2 separate regions of the Mus musculus genome follow, and region 1 is linked to region 2. A link is a contact called in public promoter capture Hi-C data. All regions are on one chromosome and are shown on one strand. The core of a region is the stretch at or near the end of the contact, and the rest is flanking DNA. Distances in the headings are between cores, read along the strand shown. Region 1 overlaps Ak5 (adenylate kinase 5). Region 2 overlaps Zzz3 (zinc finger, ZZ domain containing 3).

Region 1 (6,178 bases), core at 3,228-5,727, 95 kb after region 2:
CTCCTTGCTTGCACTTGTGTGGGAAACACCATGAGAGCTTGTTAAAGGCTAGAAAAGCTCCAGGATTAGCAGTTGGGCTCAGCTCTCCCACAGCTCCCCTCTGCCACAGCCCACTTTCGGCCAAGCAGAAGCTCACATAGAGGATACATTCTGCAAGGGGACATGGGGTTAGTAAATGAGTCTTTGGGGCAAAGTTCCTTTGCCGCTGTCTGCTTCTGCTCAGTTCACCTGAAGGACACATTTTGCAAGGGGACACAGGGTTCATAAATGAACAATTGCCTCAGTGGCATTGTCTCCACAAGAAATGTCTCAGGAACTAGGTGAGGTTTCTATGTTTACCTCGAAAGGTGACGGGACCTATGGTATTATAAGTTGCTTTCTTGAATTGAAATATGTGAAAGGAAATCCTGCCACTATTTCCTGACTTAAAGAACAAAAAGGGAGGTTGAGAGTGAAGTGATGGTCTTATGGGAAAATGATAGCAACAAGACTGACACCAGGTCACCAGGCAAGGTGTCCATGCGTCACACAGGGTGCGTGCACACACAGCTCACAACCACAGCTAGAGGGCTCACACAGTGTGCATGCACACACACCTCACAACCGAAGCCAGTTGTTCCTTTGACCGTGAAAAAGCCATTTCCTCCTGACACAAAACCATGACCTACTTAGCCATCTTGTAAGACAAATCAGAGCCATTATTAGGGCTGCACAGACTGGCTTCACAATTAGCACAGCTGAGAGACAGCAGTGGACACACGCGCCTGAGCAAACACAGAGGGGTCAGTGTGGGTTTTTTAAATCCAGGTACAATAATTGTTACAGTCGCACGAGTAGCCACATTCTCACCTGACCTTACAGTAATATCAATACTCGCTTAGGATGTGCGATTTTAGCTTTTCTTTAGTAAATCTAGTGAGCAGCAGAGGGATTTGGTTAAATTTTAAGTCAGTCATCTCCATCGTATGGGACACACCAGTAATTATGGAGCAGCAGAGCCAAGTAGCTAGCTAGCTAGCTAACTAGCTAACTAACTAACTAACTAACTAACTAACTAACTCTCGTTAGGGAGGCCCCAGTGCATCAGAGGTTCTCCCCTCCACTCAATCTGGGGTTTGTAAACTTGTTCATCAGAGGAATACTAAAAAACTAACTTCTATTTTCATCCCATGCCTTTCAGTAACTTCCCCAACACACTGTTAAGCACAGCCAGGCCTAAACATAAACAACCGATTTCGAATGTGTAATTATATACGTACACGGTAGTTAATCGGTCATAGACAAACATGCTAAGAACATGCTAAGAACCTTCTGTTCCGGATGTTTTAACCACTTTGCATGATCCTAGGATTCTAGGACACAACTGACAAGAATTTAAAACTATTCCTCACAGACTTCATTCTGAACTGCCATTGTTTCTACGCAGAAGAAGTGCTCAACATCAGGGGAGAGGGCCAACGATCCAGGATCCCTTGCATGGCTCTGGGTCAGCCCGGTGTTCTTCGTGATGGCATGGTTCTACCTTGTCTTAGTCAGGGTTTTACTGCTGTGAACAGACGCCATGACCAAGGTAACTATTATAAAGACAATATTTAATTCGGGCTGGCTTAATTAGGTTCAGAGGTTCAGTCCATTATCATCAAGGCAGAACATGGCAGCGTCCAGGCAGGCATGGTGCAGGAGAAGCTGAGGGTCCTACATTTTCATCTGAAGGCCGCTAGTAGAAGACTGGCTTCCAGGTGGCTAGGACGAGGGTCTTAAAGCCCACACCCACAATGACACACTTCCTCCAACAAGGCCACGCCTCCAAGTAGTGCCACTCCCTGGGCCAAGCATATTCAAACCAGCACATACCTGGATCCTGAGGAAGCATGCTAACAGACTGTGTGTATGAGCTGATGATAACTCAGAAAAGGACACACAGACTAATACCCTCCTTGCTGCACCTCTAACCTGAACACCACAGGACAGACAGATGCTGTGGCTACAATTCCAGTTTTCCTTCCTCCAGTGATGAACATCCCCTAAGAGCAGTTTGCCTCTCACTGTAAAATATGAATGTTACTATGGAGACACTGAGGCTGGTGTGAACACACAGGGTCCAAAACTTTCCTTCTTCTTATGTACGTGTATGTAGCATGTGTGTGCCTATGTGATGCATGTGTGCATGGGTATGGAGGGCATAGGTTGGTGTCAGGTATCTCCCTCAGCCTCTCTGTTATACTTTGAGACAGTTTCTCCCTAAACTCAGGGCTCAACGAGTGTCCATCATGACTGGCTAATGAGCCCTGCATCCCCCCTCTCCAACTGTGGAGTTACAGATGCGAGGGAGTATGTCTGGCTTTTACAGGAATGCTGGGTGTCTGAACTCAGGTACTTAGCTTCAGTGGCAGGTACTTTGCTGGACTGTCTGAGTCAATGCCCCGCCTCCACAGCGTTCCATTTTCAGATGCACAGAACAAAAATAACACCATAGAATAAAGTAAGAGAAGCAAGCTGTGAGTCCGCTAAAGCCATAGAAAAGAAAAATAATATCTTATGATTTTATGTGTATGTGTGCTTTGCCCGAATGTGTGCATGTGCACTGTGTGTGCCCGGTACTAAAGGAGGTCAGGAGAGGGCACTGGATGCCCTGTGAACTGCCATGTGGGTATTGGAAATCAAACCTGGGTCTTCTGTAAAAGCAACTATGTTTTTTAATTGCTCAGGCAGTTCTCCGGCCCCTTGTAGCCACTTTTACGTATGTGCATGCCCATAGGGTTTCTAAACTCAGTGTGTCATTATGCCATAGCAGAATAACAAGACAACATGTAACCAAGGAAGCCTTGGTAGGAGAATATACCCAGGCTGGGGTTCTAGCAGACAAATTTTACTCAGAAATAATAGATTTCTTGCTTCAAGCAGCGCATTACGGATGGAAAAGTTGGTTTTAGACAGAAGATAAACAGGATTGCTGTTTGCTTTTCAAATGACCTCAACGTTTAAAAATGCTAGGAGCAGATGAAGAGTCGGGCTAATCCTGGGCAGGAGGAACTTGACACAGACAGTGTCACCCTTCTCTGTGGTAACCCCAAGTCTGCCTCAATGCACTCTGGCTACACTTCCTCTGTAAGCAGAGTCACGCTGGACCCAGTCAGCACTGTCCGACTGGGAGGTCTCTCTGGGGTTTAGGGACTGAGTGGCCAGCACGGTTAGGCGCTTTCCTATATTGTTCATCTAGGAACGCCTCGTAGACATTGTTCCCTTTGAGCTGACGTGATGGCTTAGCAGTGTGAAAGTCAGCATGGCAGAAACAAGAGACACCCTGCCAACAAGGTGGAAAGAGAGCATGCTTGAAAGTTGTCTTCTGACTTCACACACACACACACACACACTCCCACCATAGACACACACACTACAAACACACACATATACAAACACACTTCACACACACACCACACACACCATAAATACACAAACACACACATATACAACACATACACATGCATACCACCTTCCTACAGCACACACATACACCACACACACACATCACACATACACAGACACACACACCACCCCTACATACCACACACACACATCCCACGTACACACACGCTGACAATGATAATGATGATAAAAACTGAAAACAATAAGGAAGCGTGCTCCTCTCCGTGCACACGTTCGAAACGTGCACACGTTCAAAATGCTAAGCAGGCCCCGAGTTTCTTTGCTTGGCTCTCAGTGAAATAAAGTTAGTGATGATTAAAGTTGGTTATCACACAGCTTAGAAATTTCCAGTGGTACTCAGCATAAAATTGCTAATGTTTTCAAGGACAAACGATTGTGGATTTCTAAGTTTGTTATCTTTAAAATGAATGTGTGTGTGTGTGTGTGAGTATGTGTGTGTATATGTATATGTATGTGTGTGTGTATGTATGTGTGTGTATGTGTGTGTGTGTATGTGTGTGTTTGTGTGTATGTGTGTATGTGTATGTATGTATGTGTGTGTGTATGTATGTGTGTGTATGTGTGTGTGTATGTGTGTGTGTTTATGTGTGTGTGTATGTGTATGTATGTATGTATGTGTGTGTATGTGTGTGTGTATGTGTATGTATGTGTGTGTGTCTGTGTGTCTGTGTGTCTGTGTGTCTGTGTGTGTGTGTGTTTGTGTGTAGGGGATGCCGTGGAGGTCAGAGGACAACTCTGGGAGTTGGTTTTCTACTTCCAAGGACCAAACTCAGGTTGTCAGACTTGATGGTAAGGGCTTTTACATGCTGAGTTTCTCAGTTCCAATATGCATCCTCCCCTCCCCTCCCCTCCCCTCCCCTCCCCTCCCCTCCCCTCCCCTCCCCTCCCCTCCCCTCCCCTCCCCTTCTTCCTCTTCCTCTTCCCCTCACTCCCCTTCCCTTCCTTCCCCCCAGCACTTTGCTCTGTTGTCCGGGCTGGCTGCCACACTCTGGGCTACACTTCTCCATCAGTGGAAGCCTGCACCTTTTTCTCGGGAGTGCTGACTCATTCCAGCCGGGCTGTCGCTATTGTTTCTGAGCTATGCTGGCTTATAATGTTGTCTTCCTGGAATTTAAAAAAACCCCACAGACTCTTGGAAAGGACTGGCTTCTGGTAACCCTGTATAGTCCTTGACAGAGCCTCAAATCTCTATTTGGCCAAGAGCTTAAAGATAGTATTGATTTATAAAAAGTGATCTGTGTAGTCAGGAGCACAGACATTATAAGAAGCAACGCTGTGGTTATCACATTATTAAGGCTTAAAGAAAACCAGCAGTCTTGTATTTTTGGCAGGCAAACATGATTTATTTGTTTTCTGTTATTATTAATAGTGTGCCTTTACTGTTAATCTTTTTCTTTAAAGATTTACTTTATTTTTATTTTATGTGTATGAGTGGTTTGCCTGTCTATAGGTATGTGCACTACCTGTGTGTGCCTGTGGGAGGCAGAAGAGAGCACTGGATCCCTTGGAACTGGAGTTACAGATGGGTCTGAGCCGTTGTGTGGGTGTTGGGAACTGAATCTGGGCCCTCTGCAAGAGCAGAGAGTACTCATGACAGTTGGGCCATCTCTCCAGCTCCTATGTTATTTCTTGATCACAATTTTAGAGTTAATTCCTGACATCGTTTCCTGCCATTCGTAGTGACTCCTCAAATACTACACCTCCATTTTGCATTAATCTATTATTCTCTTCCTGCCATCCTGCTCGTTCTATGGTGACAGTATTTCCTCGTGTTTCTCCCTCTTTCCTTATGGTACACATTCTTCCTTGTTGCACATTTATGAATGAGGACATTACTCCAGAATATTTATGCACCGGGACATATTTCACTTATTTCTTTAACAAGAACCCACTGGCAGAATAAAGGAAATTAAAATAAAAAAATAGCATAACCAGAAAGATGATGCAACAAGCGCAGTCGTCAGCCATAGGGAGAAATGCCAAGAGAGTTCTGAGAGCCATAGACAGTTGTAACACGTCAGTAATCTAAGGGGGAAGAGGGATTCTATTTAAAACATACAAAAGAAGATTATGGTCAAGAGAAACAAAAAACGGAACCCCACCACCTGATGAGGATCAGGGTCCAAGGGCATCTGCTGTGGCTAAGGCCAGTGCACAGTCTATTTCCTCACAGAGAGGCCTGCTCTCTTCTCTAGTTAGGAGGACATTTCTTGACACTAGAGCCACTTACAGACAAGGCGGGGCTAGGCTTGGCAGGGCGGGGCTGAATAGGATGGGGCGTGGCTAGACCGGGAGGGGAGGGCTGGGCTAGGTAGGGCGGGGCTGGACTGTACTTGGCAGGGCTTGGTGGGCGGGACGGAGTGGGGGCAGGGCGGGGCGGAGCTAGATAGGGTGGGCGTGGCTAGACAGTGTAGGTGAGGGCTGGGTGGGTCGGGGGTAGGGGAGGGCCGGGCTGGGCTGGGCAGGGCTTGGCAAGGTGGGGCGGGGTGCAGCCCGTGAACAGGTTTTCAATTCATATTTAGCTATTATTTCACTTTGCTGTGCACTCGTGGCTACGGGCAGAATTTTTCCTATAAATTACACGTTGAGATCTTCCTTTCTGGTCCCTCAGCATGTATCTGTGTGTAGGAATTAGGGCTATAAGCGACTGAATAAGGCAAAATTCTGTGGCATGGTGGCCTACCCCAGTACGACTATTATAGCTGCAGCATGTGGAGTTTGGGGCAAACAC
Region 2 (5,851 bases), core at 709-3,208:
AAGAAAAATACAGAATTTTAAATATAGAAAAGAGAAATTTAAATAATATATTGATTATGTATCACTGGTCATATTGATACAGTCTATTGTACTCAGAAAAGTTGACAGGTTTTTATCTCTGAGCTATTAGTGAAGGAGAGGCAGTTGAACGATGTGTCTCTACACTAAATCCTCAGTGCACATGCCGAAGGGCTTCCGTCCATCTGCAATATGCAGGACAGTTGCCCCTGTCTGTATAGAAATAGTACCAGATAGTTGTTCAGATCCATCCAGAAGTCCCATAGAGGTGAAGTACAATGTGGAAGGGTATGAGCGGTACGGTTGTAACGTCATCAGGAGCGAACAAGCCTACTTGAATGCATTTTAAAGCTGAGATAGTAATGTGGATTTTTCCTGTTTGAAGAGAAAATGTCTTTATTTGGATTTTTCAGCTCTAAGCACACTGTCCCCATGGCTTGCTGGGAATGATTCCTGGTGTTGTATTTGAGGGTTGCACAAGTAGGCAGGTTGTTCTTTGCAAGAAGACTCTCACTGTCTCTTCCAAGGCTGCTGACAGTGGGACTTGAGAAGCTGTGTCTTCAGATCTCTTAGTAGCACAGATTTGTGGTATGTGATGCTCAAGCTGTTTGCTATAATTGGAGGAACATTTAATAACGGCGGAAGTGATTGCTCTGAGGTTAGGGAGAGGAGTTTCCTTTAACGTGAGGCACCAATAGTAATTAATTGCTGATTTAGCACCTACTGTGCACAAAGCAAGCATGTGGCAACTCATTGGATTCTCAACCAACGAAGCAGGTTCATTTATTACCCTGTTTTCATGGGAGATCTATCCAGAAAGAAATTAAATGACTCACTCAGGGTCATATTGGTAGAGAGGTGATAAGACTTTAACCAAGATGGATCATTTTGTCACACTTGGTTTCCCAAGCGTTTTCCATGCCTTTGTTCTCATGCAATGCTAGAGTACAAACCTGAGCCATGTCCATGTTTGTAATACAAGAGAGAGGCTCGTATGTGGCTGGAAAGTGCCAGTGTATCCCACCATTGTGACTCCTGCGAGCACACATGGAGAACCTCTCCATGGCCTCTCGGTAACCTGATCCCATGGAAGTCCTTGACTTCCCCCCCTCCCCCCCAGTTCCATTAAATCACAGAGCACAGCTACTGAGATGGTAGGAAGGGATTTTAAAGGGTGACAGAAAATGGCACACCACTGTAATAGGTAATTTCCCTTAAACAGCTCTGTGAGATATGCTGTATAAGCTTTCTTACTCTGGATAGCCAGGGTTAAAACCCACTAGTCTTTGTGCACTGGAGGAAACCGGTAGTTTCCAGTGCATTGTCCTCTTTACCTCTAGAGTCAAAGAGGAAAGGTTACTGCCCAGCTTCAAGGGTTTATGTGTCTGTTAAATGGATTGATTTCTGAGAATTGTGTCGTGTTTTGCCTCATGAGAACAGTTCACGTCTGTGTCTCTATTCTCTGACTTTTTTTAACGAATTCTCTATATTTGTTGGTTATGTGACCCAGTATTCTGGTAAGTTACACTCTTTCTTGTTTAGAGAGGACTGGGGTCCAGTAGGTCACTAGGTGCTAGTGACTCTACAGGTGGTCCTGTGACATGCCCTGGAGGACAGCCTTTGCACCCAGCTTTACATGTAGGGTGTGATTAGCCAATCAGATCATGTATTGTGGGTATGACTCTGTCATGCTTGCTGTGACATTTTGGGTCTTATTTCCAGTTGGGGAAGTTAAGTCCCCTTGATTGAGTTCCAGGAACTAGTTACTGACCTGAAGCCTTCCCAATCGTATCTGTGACGAAAGCGAAGGCACTGAGAATGAAAACAGAAGTGACAGATGTGAGGACTCCAGTAAGACGAAAGCCAGGCTTTGTGGAGCTTGGAAACAACCGTGTGCAAATAAACCATGTGAAAGAAAATGCTATTTGAAGAAAAGTAGTGCCGTGGAGCTCTGTTGCTTTAGATTGAATGGCTAAGCAACCGTCACTGGCAGTTGTGGGAGGTAGCAGTGTGGGTCAGCTTTCGAGAGGACTCAAGAGCTCTGACGCCATTGGTAAGGACCTGGAGCCAGGGACCACCTAGGTTTCCCTGGGCAGCTTTGAAGACAGGCAGTGTGTGTGTGTGTGTGTGTGTGTGTGTGTGTGTGTGTGTCATGCATCAACTAGGGGGCGGGACGAGGCAGCACAGCCTTGAATGCAGGAGTTTACACTTGTGTTCTGAGGTTGTCTGCACACATAACCTTTTGCTAGGCAGAAACCGCTACAGTCCATTCATATTTTAAAGTGTAACTTTATGATGTCACTTGGAGCCATTCATGTGGGCGTTGTGTGTCTTAGCTGTTCTGTAGAAAACTGACTTGCATTCCCGGGTACTGATTCCTGCTGAAGTTTTCCAGGCTGCTTGCCTGCATGTCTGCTGCCTCGTCCAGAGCTGTGGGTGCAGAGCTGCCAGTGTGTGCTGTGTGTTGGGTTGTCATCCTCTAGTACCACTTTCCATTCTTGCTCTAATGTCCGTGCTCCCTGTCGGTTACCTTTGGGGCAGTGTACGCATTTCACAGCCATGTGAGTGGGGGCGTGATGTGCCCTTTCTGGTAACAGAGGCCTAATTGTAACCAAAGAACTTAATTTCTTGTCTAGCACACACTAACATTTCTGTTTAGGAAACAGTGGGAGGGAAAAAGAAATATGAAAATGACCATGTATCATGAATACATTAACAACTTCTCTGTAATAGCTCAAATCTGGTCTGTGGCCAAATCATATAAGTGGATCATAATTTTAACCTATATACTGTGTTTGTTTCTGTTTGGAATGAAAGCTTTCATATGCTTTCCAGAATGATGTGAGTTACAAATAAATAGAGAAAGAATCATCCTGGCTTCCATTTATTTCATTTGTACATAAATGTTTTGAGGAAAAAAAATGATTTTAAAAATACAGTTGTGTCCTGGAACCATACCAGTGTTTGCTCACTCATTGAGGAAAGAGTCATGCAAACCAAACTGAATGTGGTGGTGACCGAGTGCAAGATGCAGGGGTTTCAGAAGACACAAGCAACTCTGCACAAAACACCCACGCTTCACGCTGGGATGCATTTACTCACGGAGCAGGCCCTTGACACAGGCACAACACAGGCGCTGCCGGACACCGTGTTCTAGGCGTGCCCTCCCTGGCATCGGTTGAGAGATTGTTCCTTCCTTTTTATTTGGCAGTATGTCAGGGAGTAATTGTCTCAGATCAAAACTACAAGTTGGTTTTGTCCAGTGAGTGAAGTAACATCATCTCTCATTCTTTTAAATGATCTCTGGTCTCTGGTACTAAAGTACATAATTGCTGAGCCGAACTGCCATGTGGAGAGGAGCGGCTTGTAGGCTTGGCCAGAGTTGTTAGCATCTATGACACTGTTCAAAATAGCTAGTGTCCCAGAGTGGGTGGGACTGATTGTCTGGGCTTTGCTCTCTAAGAGAAGCTGATCAATGCCATTTTGAAATATTTCTGTCAGGTTCCACTGGCTTGGTACCTTGTATCCCATAGGACATTTAAAAGGCCCACTAGGGCTCCGGGCCCTCTCATGGATGGGAACTGAGGAAGCAGCCAGTACCAGATGAGGTGTCCAAGCCTGTCCCCATGCTAACAACCCACATCAGGGAGGAACAAATAAGCCCATGAGAAGGAGGAAGCTGTGATGGAGAAATAGGGATATGCTGTCCCTGTGTGGTGGATCAGACTGCAGCCGGCCCTGAGGCAGGGCTGGAACAGGCAGATCCCACACTGCTCTTTTCATCCAAAGACGAGTGCCAGAGTGGGGACAATTGCCAGCACGAGAGAAAGGTGGACAGTCCGAAGTGTACCATGCATGATTTCCAGAACCTCTCAGGAGATGAGCTGGGAAGGACACAGCCAGCGAGAATGGGTGGGGATGGGGACAAAGCGAAAGGTGTTACGGGTGAATTCCATGTATTTCTGTTTCCACTTAGTTGTGCATTTTCTCCTTCAGAAAACAGAGTCAATAGCTGTGCAGAGCTGAAGAAAAACTTGCTCTGGTGTTCCCTCTGCATTTACCTGTACTTGAAAGGAAAAGAGTTATTAACCTTCTGACTTGCTTTTAAATATGATCATTTTTAAAAAATAAACAAGGTTACCTGCTTCTGCCCACTAATAGTGACCACTCCCCAGACCCACCGACTAGAGTGAAAAATGATTGCTTAAAAGGCAGGTCCCCATGTGGTTGCACATGCCTTTACACAGAGCACTCAGGAAGCAGGGGAGAGTGGGTCTCAGTGGGTTGAAGACCAGCCTGGCCAGGCAAGGCTACACGACGAGACCCTGTCTTCAAACTAAATAAAATGTATAGCACTATATTAAAATGAGAGAGCGTCACTACACATTTATTAAGATGGCCCAACCCCCAAGGCTGACGTCATCAAAGGGCTAGGATGTGAAACAACCAGAACTCTTCATTGCTGACAAAACTAAAAAACTGGCACAGCCACTTGGAAGGCATTGCGGTTCCTTCAAACACCCCTCCAGCAGCTTTGTTCCACACTGTTAATCCCAAATACCCCCAAACCTGCACAAAGTTACATAGGTAAATGTCTAGGTCACTCAGCATTAAGATGAAATGAGCTAAAGACATGAGGAGGCCTGAGTGTATATCAAGGCAATCTGAAGCGGGTACAGACTATGTAGCTCAGCCGCAATGGTGGAAAGAGCAGTTATAGCACATGGGAGAGAGTTGAGGAGTCTGGGTGGAGTTGCTTCACATTCCAATTGTGCAGACATACAGTGTACAACAGTAAGGCATTGGGGTCAGCCATTGCCATTGGGGGACTGTAGGTTCTGCCGGGTGACTTTGATAGTTGAGGTGTGTGTGTGTGGGGGGGGGGGATGGGGTGTCTGGGAACTCTTCTATTTTCTTGTGAACCTAAAAGTGCTCTAAACCACCTAAACATTAAAGTGAGGACCATGTTCAACGAATTGTTAGAAATCACGGACCCCTTCAGTGTTGCCCTGGGAATGCTGACTGTATTGGGAGTGTAGCCTGGGTTAGAGGGGCAGGAACAGGGCACTAGGCCTCCGTGAGCAGATATTCATGAGGGGCAGAGTCGTTGAAGATAGAGGATAGAGCAATATAGGAAGCCAGCAACAGATGGAATAGAAAGGGTTGTGTACTGGGTGTCCAGCCAGCCACTGGGCACCCATCCTCTTCAAAAGAGAGGGAGGCCTGACCAGCAGAAGTGCTGTGGAGGCCAGAGAATGCACTTGGTGTGCCTTAGACGCGGCCTTGCTTTTTTTTTTTTTTTTTTTTTTTTTTTTTTGGTTTTTCGAGACAGGGTTTCTCTGTATAGCTCTGGCTGTCCTGGAACTCACTTTGTAGACCAGGCTGGCCTCGAACTCAGAAATCGGCCTGCCTCTGCCTCCCGAGTGCTGGGATTAAAGGCGTGTGCCACCACGCCTGGCCCTTGCTTGCTTTTGGGAGAACTGATGTGAGGCTTCTACCACCTAAAGAGGAGCTGAGCTTCCCACCAGCTGTCTTCATTCTTGAGATTCCTGCCAGGGCCACTGATATCCTGGGGTAGATGGGCTGTGGAGCAATCAAGAGAACAATGCCAAAGCTGCTGGAGCCAAAATTATTTTAATTAACCTTTAAAAGGTGAAATTACTCAGAAGAGTTAGGAGCAGAGTGTCCTGTGGGTAGAGGTTCATTATGCTAAGGAACAGGAGAGTAACAGAAGACAACGACAGAGAGGCCTGGTGATCAGCACCCCTTAGGGAGACTGGGGTGGTAGTACTAAGAACCGACTAATGCGCAGTAGCCAGTGTTCAAGCCCAAG

What was found. Capture Hi-C pulls out chosen DNA fragments and counts their contacts.
Region 1: a promoter capture Hi-C map of pancreatic islet shows a contact between it and region 2. The contact joins two enhancer-like sites. A contact is called at or near these places in 1 of 15 datasets of contacts at CTCF or cohesin (the NIH/3T3 cell line) and 1 of 9 other capture datasets (pancreatic islet).

The regions. Positions count from the first base shown.
Region 1 is chr3:152,552,169-152,558,346 of GRCm38.p6, forward strand. All of the region lies in intron 6 of Ak5 (adenylate kinase 5), which reads right to left. Among named protein-coding and RNA genes, the nearest start is that of 3110067G11Rik, 66 kb to the left of the region's middle. Within about 2 kb of position 4,478, at least 74 of the 459 cell types and tissues checked have an H3K27ac peak or open chromatin away from gene starts, as enhancers often do. A contact at or near this core is called in pancreatic islet, where this site is marked.
Region 2 is chr3:152,459,938-152,465,788 of GRCm38.p6, forward strand. Zzz3 (zinc finger, ZZ domain containing 3) reads left to right here. Exons shown (of 14, transcript NM_001080755.2): 14 at 1-2,889. It overlaps Ak5 (adenylate kinase 5), which reads right to left. Exons shown (of 14, transcript NM_001081277.2): 14 at 2,878-4,079. The coding sequence ends at 4,011. Among named protein-coding and RNA genes, the nearest start is that of 3110067G11Rik, 27 kb to the right of the region's middle. Within about 2 kb of position 1,959, at least 11 of the 459 cell types and tissues checked have an H3K27ac peak or open chromatin away from gene starts, as enhancers often do. A contact at or near this core is called in pancreatic islet, where this site is marked.